2 separate regions of the Mus musculus genome follow, and region 2 is linked to region 1. A link is a contact called in public promoter capture Hi-C data. All regions are on one chromosome and are shown on one strand. Each heading gives the region's core, a stretch centred on a gene start, on an enhancer-like site or on the middle of the called end of the contact. The rest is flanking DNA. Distances are from core to core; before and after follow the strand shown. Region 1 holds the start of Mmd (monocyte to macrophage differentiation-associated). Region 2 holds the start of Luc7l3 (LUC7-like 3 (S. cerevisiae)).

The links. Promoter capture Hi-C pulls out the DNA fragments that hold promoters and counts their contacts.
Region 2: a contact with region 1 is called in a promoter capture Hi-C map of pre-B cells. The contact joins the promoter of Luc7l3 here to the promoter of Mmd in region 1. A contact is called at or near these places in 2 of 39 promoter capture datasets (the HPC-7 cell line and pre-B cells).

The regions. Positions count from the first base shown.
Region 1 is chr11:90,247,791-90,251,794 of GRCm38.p6, reverse strand. It overlaps Mmd (monocyte to macrophage differentiation-associated), which reads right to left and starts at 2,319. Exons shown (of 7, transcript NM_026178.2): 1 at 2,060-2,319. The coding sequence starts at 2,085.
Region 2 is chr11:94,319,171-94,323,284 of GRCm38.p6, reverse strand. It overlaps Luc7l3 (LUC7-like 3 (S. cerevisiae)), which reads left to right and starts at 1,322. Exons shown (of 10, transcript NM_001361574.1): 1 at 1,322-1,595. The coding sequence starts at 1,497.

The DNA.
Region 1 (4,004 bases), core at 1,070-3,569:
AGGTATTTTCTTATTTAGGCAGAGCTATAAACCATTGTCTAATGAACTGTTCCTCAACTGAGTACCAGCATGTATGTCAAGGAAAAGAACATATTAGTTCAGAGACAGTGTGTGCCTCCCGTATGATCTGCCCGCCCTGGACGCACACCAAAATGTTTCATGAAGACAAAAAGATGTGGAAGACAATTTTCAACCTTTTAATGTGTGAATCATAAAACTCAGGACTTTTCTGATATTACTTTGTATTTGCAGGCTGATTCTCAAGTTCAAATTGATGCTTATAAATAGTCTAGGCTATAATAGAGAAAGAGGTAATGAAGGGATTGCATCAATCAGAATCAAAGGAGACCCAGGGATCACCAAGAAAGACACAACTAACATTTGCAGAGCACAATAATATACACCTATAATATACACCTACTCAACAATTACATTCTGTGATACTCTGAAAGATAACCCCTGTGTATTCTAATGTTTGAATGGGTAAGACTCCAAAATAGGATGAAAGTGAATTCTGTCCATTAAAAAAGATTGCTCAATCAGCTGAGGTGGTTTTTATTTTTTCATTTTAGAGCTCTCTGAATGTTGGTACAATAAGCAAAAACAGACATTTTCCTTCTTTTTATAGAATTCAAAAGGATAGACTAGAAACCCAAACTCTTCGTCAAATAGGGAAGGGGTAATTTTGCAGAATATAGCTACTGGTCTCTGAAAGCAGGAAGCCCACAAAGACATGCAAAGGAAAGAATCAGACAAACAACCCACACGCACAGGACATGAGGTTCACACACGTTACAGAGTCTCTTAAATCCACTGTGGTTCTAAACGAGAAAGACCAAGGTTCCTTTCTGCCTTTGACATAGAGACGTAGTTCTCCTCCAACGATAGTGCCAGACTTCCAGCCACCAAGTAATAAGCAATATTCAGAAAGCAATCCAAATCTTCAAGCCGATCTCCCCCAATACTGAGCGCAAAGACCACCCTCATCCTGTGCATGTTGTGTTGGCTCTTTTACCCTTTGAGACTGGAAGAAATGAGATAAGCATTAATGAGTGAACAGGGGAAAGAAGGGAAAGGAAAACTAAATGGTGTGTTTACATTTTAAAATAAAAAGAAAGACCACTTCAAACTCAATAGCCTGCTCGGAAGATTTTAAGCATTTCTGCTTTTGAATTCTCTGGTACATCACACTAGGCTACCCTGTTGGTGGTGAAGGGCTGGGAATGGGTATGGCTGCCAGGCTCAGACAAAGGGATGGAGTTACCAGAAACCCCATGGGTGAACTTTCACCCACTTAGAAACATTAAAGCCCAGAGCTTTCTTTGGGAACAATAGGTCGGCAGCCTTCATCATTCCTTCCACGCAGGTAATCCACCCGGGAGAGAAGGGCCACACTATGTCCCTCAAGTCGGGCTACCCTACCACCTCTTTAGTGTAGAGCAGACAACCCGCCTTCCGGTGGCGCCTCCTCCGTTCTTTCTCCCTATTTCCTAAAACCAGGTTTCTCAAAGGCATGTCTCTCCACCTGAATGCTAACTTGCCCCTGCCAAAAAAAAATCCCCCAAATAGCACACCATTAGGTTCTTAGCCCGAGACACACAACCCCTCCGGACACCATCAGGAAAGCTGGACCTAGAGAAGCGTGCCTCAGTTTCCCTGTCTCTAGGGCCAACCACCGACAAAACACCTCAAAAAGCTCAGGCCAGACCTCCTACCCGCTGTAAGACAAACATCGCCACAGGGTGCTGCAGCAGCCTTAAGAGACCTCACGTTGGGGTTTGTATAAGGGTGGAGGCCCTGAGTGGAGTCGTGGGGAGGGGGCTCTGAGGCTGGAGTAGTCTGCTAGAAGCTAGCAGCAGCGGTGTCTGGATGGGGATCTCAAGGGCCAAGCTAGGTTTGCAAGCGGATGGAGGAGGCAAAGCAGATGCGGGGTCCCGGGGCACAGATCCCAAGCTGCCTGGAGGAAGGGGATCGCAGAACTGCGAGTCTTCCCGGGAGCCGGTCCTCGTCAGGGCTCGGGATCCCCCGGGACGGAGCACGTTCCCCGCAGAACTCTCACCGCTGGAATCGATTCCTGAACCGCATTGATCCACCGCTCCACCGCGGGGGCCGGGAGCTCCGTCTCTTTTGCACCGGCGGCAGGGCGCGCCGGCCTCATGGGCTTGAGCTGCTCCGAGGCCGCTGGCGTGCCAGGCGGGAGCCACGCAACTGGGCAGGGCCGGAGTGGGCCACACCGGGGGTCGGTCAGCACAGGGCCCGGGCCAGAGCAGGCGCCTGGGGGCGGGAGGGAGGCCGCTTAAACGGCCCCGGCGCCTCCCGCCTCCCGCCTCCCTGGCTCCTCCGCCCCCGGGTGCCTGGGCCCCGCCCCGGAGCCCGGCTCCGCCCCTGCCCGCTGCTCTCGCTGCGTGCGCCCGCAGCCACCTGCGCGTCACCGCGCCCAGTGGCCAATCAGTGTCCGGAGCGGCGCAGGGCTCCGCTGCCATTCATTTCCCTTGAAGCTCGGTAGGTGGGGCGGAACCTCAGAGCCGAGGGGTGTGGCTAGCCGAAAGGGGAGGAGCGCTGGGAGGGCGGTGCTCTGCATTAAAGCTTTGAGCGTGTGAGCTGCAACAGAGAGGAAGGAACAACGGTGTGTAGGAGATGGCCCACAATCTTAGAAGCAGCTGTGCCGGAAGTGGCAGCGAGCAAGAATCTATCTCTGCCTTCTAATCTTGGCCCCATATCGTTTATCCAGCCTTCATTCATTTCTGCGTCCTTCCTTTCATTTATTTCTTCACCTTTTACGCTGTGTAAAGACGGATTAGTAACACGGCTGTCCTATAAAGAAGAGATTGGAATTTCTCCAGGGGGATTCTTCTGGAGAGATCTTTTTACGTCCTCCATTTTATTTTCTATTTTTTAACCCAAGAAATTTCCAAGGAAAGAGTAGACTTGAATCGGCCCCTTTTGCTAAACCTCTGTAAAGCTAAAAGGACTTGCCAGAAGAGCAGATCCTAGGGAGAGAAGAGATAAGAGGTAGTGAATACACTCAGAAGAATACTGGAAAAAAGGAATTGACATGTGCAGGACCTGTCAGCATCACTCCTGAAATCCAGGTGTGCTCCCATCCAGGAAACCTGCCCACACACATCCCCCACTCCTCAAACTTCACCTTCTTGAGGGACTTAGGGCCAGCTTCGAAGCAGTATTTACTCTTTTTGAAACGAATGAAAGATGGGGGGATGCCGGGGAATGGTTTCACCCACCATTCTAGTGTCCTTCTCTTTAAGTGCCCCGGGGTGCTTTCCACAACAATTGCTTTGATCTTGGAAGGAATCCTTAGGTTCAAAATTATGTTACTCATTTCACAGGTATGGAGGCCAAGGCTTTGAAAGGTGGCACTGTTTACAATAGCCAAGTTATTATATTAGTGTAGGTGCCTACCAAAGGATGTAGAAAGAAAATGTGGTGTGTGTGTCTAGAGACAGCATGGAAAATTAGTCAGCCAGAAGGAAAAAAATGAAGACTCGGGAGTGATCTTTCCATTCCAAAGCTGCACACTTGGTTTAAAAGGACAATCGGCTCCAATAGAGGAGGACTGGATTGTTCTTCAGTGTGTGTGTGTGGGGGGGGGGGGGGTTACGAGTAACTACATTTCTGGGAACAGAGAAATGGATGGAACTAGATATCATCATATGAAATGAAATAAATAAACCAGGCTCAGAAATACAAATGTTAAATGTTTTCTCTCATATGTTAAATGTAGAGAAGTGGGGGTTGGGGAGTCATCAATGTAAAAGAGGATCAGGGAGTGAAAAAGAAACTTGCCCGATGCAAAACAGATTCCTACATAGCTTCCTCTAACACGAAGCACCAGATACCATCAGGTCAGTATGCCAACGGCCTCTCCCTAAGTTTTAAAACAGCACAATTCTTAAAACACACACCTGACTCCTTTTGCACTCACAGTAAAGCCTGACAACTAGCATAGCTTGAAAATCTACCAATTGACTACATGGCACTCCCCT
Region 2 (4,114 bases), core at 73-2,572, 4.1 Mb before region 1:
CTCGATCAACTTGCCTCTGGATTGCTAGGGATTAAAAGTTTGCAAGGCCGAATTAATACTTTTAAAGAAATTCCAGGGAGTTCACCACTCAGCATGAAGAACAGAGTTTAACCTCCAGCACATACATGTAAAACAGTGGTTTATAGCTGCAGTACTAAGGAAGCAGAAATAAAAGGATTCGTAGGGCTTTCAGGCTGACAGAGAGCTCACGTCCCAGTGAGACATTCTTTTTGAAAAAGGGTTTCTCTGTATAACAGCCATGGCTTTATACAGAAACTTGTTTTGTAGACCAGGCTGGCCTCAAACTTAGATATTCACCTGCCTTTGCCTCCCAAGTGTTAGCACTTAAGAGGCAGAAGCAGGTGAACCTCTTTAATTCATAAAATCCACCTGACTCTGCCTTCCCAGTGCCTTCCTAGATAAAAGGTATACGGTGACAGCAAGCCCAGCTAAGTTTTCCTAATCTTTTGAAAGTTTAGATTGAGGAGCAATGGTGGCACGTCCTAGCACTCATAAGGCTGAGACACGGGAATCTCTGTGAGTTCGAGGCCAGCCTGGTGAGTTCCAGAACAGCTAAAGTTACAGAGAAACCCTATCCCGAAAAACAAAACCAAAAACCAAACAAAGGTGGATAGTTCCTGAGTAATGGACTCCAGAGGGTAACCTCTGGTCTCCTCTATGATTCCCTGAACACACAGTAACACATTTGATACAAAGTGAAGGAAGATAAATTCCTGGATTGGAGGTATTACAACATAATTCCTCCACCGCATATAGTCTATTCCTTGATTTTCCTCCCTAAAAATCGAGGAAGTCCGGACAAAACCGGGTAGAAGAGTTGAGGATTTAACTCGCTGGTAGAGCGTTAAGCGTTAAGGTTCCCGGTTCAATCCCCAGCATCGAACTGGGTGGGTGTGGGAAGGGTGGAGGGTGCAGACATAAATAAGGACAGGTAGAGGAGGAAGAAACTACAGCGACAGGAAAATGGAGTCTGAGCACGATCGCAGCTCGCTCTTCTTGTTTCCCTCCCTGGAAGATGGTCCCCCGCACACCACGTGGACAAAGGGACATTTTCTCCGTTTCAGGGCAGTGGCAAAGGACCCAGAGCTAGATTGCTCTTTCTCCAAGTAAAAAAGAGGCCGACACCGGCAGCCGTTAGAGCGTCCACCGCTCCGTTGGGTGGAAGGCACGGCGGGGGCGGAGTCAGTGCCTGGCGGGGCTTTGCCCCGGGCCCGGGCCGGAGGTCCCGCCCCCTCGCCGGAGAAGCCGCGCTGCCCGCCCTCGCAGCCCGGGCCTAGGCGTGTCTCCACGGGCGCACGGCATGCTGGGAAGGTGCCCGGGCGGCGGCCATTTTGTCTTCTCGGCTCCTCTCTGGAAGAGGCTTTTCGAGCTTGAGAGTGGGCCGAGGGGGCTTGGTTCGGCGGCCGGGCGGCTGGTGGGGTTTTTTATCGGGTGGGTGCTAGGGCTGGCGTGAGCAGCCGCCCGGAGGAAGCACCATGATTTCTGCCGCGCAGTTGCTGGATGAGTTAATGGGCCGGGACCGAAACCTCGCCCCGGATGAGAAGCGCAGCAACGTGCGCTGGGACCACGAGAGCGTAAGTCCCGTGGGCCTCGGGCCTGTGCCCCGGGGACTGGGGGAGGGGGAGCTGAAGGGACCCGAGGGCGGGCCGAGGCTGGCCCGAGCGGGGTGCGGCGCGATTTGGGGGGACCTGGCCGCGCCGACTGAAGCACCTGACGGCGGAGGGAGGCGGGCGTGCGGCCCAGGACGGAGGGAGGATTCCGCGCCAATCCGGGGGATAGCGGCGTTTGTTGTTGTGTGGAGGAAGTCCGGGATGGCGCTTGGCTGGGCAGAAGAAGAAGCACCTTGGTGAGGCCGAGAAACGCGGGAAAAGGAAGAAGGAAGGGCTCGCTTGATTCCACCAGAGCTCCGGGGTTTTACCGTATGAATAAGAAAGCAGGCTTCCGTTATTTGGGTGCAGTCTGTCTGTCTGTCTGTCTGTCTATCTATCTATCTATCTATCTATCTAGAGTGTGTGAGTGTGTGTGTGTGTGTGTGTGTGTGTGTGTGTGTGAGAGAGTCGGGAGTCATATAGATAGATAGCCTGACTCCCGACCAGTATTCGTGGGGAAGGACATCGTAGCAGTGCATTGCTTAGGAGTGCTGCCATTTGGACACTTCTGTGAGAAGGTAGACAGTTGAAAGACGGAACGAGGTACAGTTTTATCATGAACAGTTTTTTGCTAATGCGGTTTGATGGCCGTTTGACGCGTGCTTGATGGCCGTAGTAGACCCTCAGCTAGGCAGTTGTGAAGGTTTTTGTTTTCACATAAACTCATTCGGTCCTTTTACTCTCTTAGAAAGGTTAACTATAACTCCTGGGTCGCAGGTGAGGCTAAAGCCTCTCTCTCTCTCTCTCTCTCTCTCTCTCTCTCTCTCTCTCTCTCGGTCTCTTGGTGATCGGGAAAGCTAAATCTAATTTTTGTAGCACTGTTGAGGTTGCACTGTTCTTCGTGCATATACTGTACTGTATTTCAAGTACTTTTTATCTAGTTTTGTACGTGGAGCACACTGTCTTAGATCTGAACTGGAGAGTGGGTACACTTGATTTTACCTTGCAGTTATAATCAAACAGCAGTTTTAAATCACTTGATAAAATATGAGAAAATGGCTCAACAAAAGCTTTGTTTTGTTTCTGTTTTTGAGGCAGTGTTTTACTCTGTAAGCAGGTGGTTCTCGAACTTGAAATCCTCACTCCGCTTCCAGAGTGCTGGGATTACATCGTTGCCACGATTGGCTAACAGGCTTTTTAGGAAAGTAAATTATGTATTTTTTTAAATCTATTTATTTATTATATGTAAGCACACTGTAGCTGTCTTTAGACACACCAGAAAAGGGCATCAGATCTCATTACAGATGGTTGTGAACCACCATGTGGTTGCTGGGATTTGAACTCAGGACCACCAGAAGAGCAGTCAGACCTCTTCCCCACAGAGCCATCTCACCAGCTCAGTATGCGTTGTTTTTAAACACATGGTTTGAGTGAAGTAACAATTTCTCTTTTGACATATAGAAAAAAAGTAAAGTGGGGTACCTAATTTCTGTATGTTTAAAAAAAAGTGTTCAGAGCTAATAGCAGGAGCCTTCAGTCCTAACACTTGAGGCAGATGCAGGCGGGATTCCTGTAAATTCCAGGCTAGCCTGGTCTACTTCACACTCACAGTTAGGGCTCCACAGAGAAACTCTTATCTCCAAAAACAACAACAACCCCACCCCCAAAAAAACCCCCCAAAACCAAAAGAAGTGTATGGCTAAAGTTGTATGGAAGTGGTGCCTGACTTCAAGTATGTTCTTAGGGTAGAGTTTATGGTGTTATTAGTTACATTGATTCATTGCAGCATGTGAATCTCCTGACGTTCATTGTCCTTCTGTTGCCTACTTATGTCTTGACCTTCTGCTGGTTTTTTTTTTGCTTCTGTCTCAGTGAACTTTCTCTTCTCACCCCACTTAACTCTTCAATCTAAGCATTTTGTTTGTTTTGTTTCTTGTGTGTTTGTTTGTTTGTTTGTTTTTGTTTTTTCAAGACAGTTTCACTGTTTCCCCTGGCTGTCCTGGAACTTAACTCTGAAAACCATGTTGGCCTTGAATTCAACGAGATCCTCCTGCCTCTGTCTCCAAGAGCTAGAACTAAAGGTTTGGACCACCCCTGCCTAGTCAGCATTGATTAGTTTTTCCAGTCAGGTTCTCTCTAATGTCCTAGAACTTGCTCTAGGTCAGGGCTGGCCTCAAACTCAAAGGGATTAGTCTATTTAAACTATTTAAACAGGGTTTCTCTGTGTAGCCCTGGCTGTCCTGGAACTCACTTTGTAGACCAGGCTGGCCTCGAACTCAGAAATCCGCCTGCCTCTGCCTCCCGAGTGCTGGGATTAAAGGCGTTAAAAGACAAGAAAAATTAGCTGGGCTTGTTGGTACACACCTATTACCTACCTATCCCAGTACCGAGGAGGCAGAGGCAGGTGGATCCTGGTGAATCTCAGGCCAGCAAAAGAGCTATATCTTGAGACTGTCTCAAAAATAAAGAACAAAGGTCAGGAAAAAAAATAATTTCCCCTGATA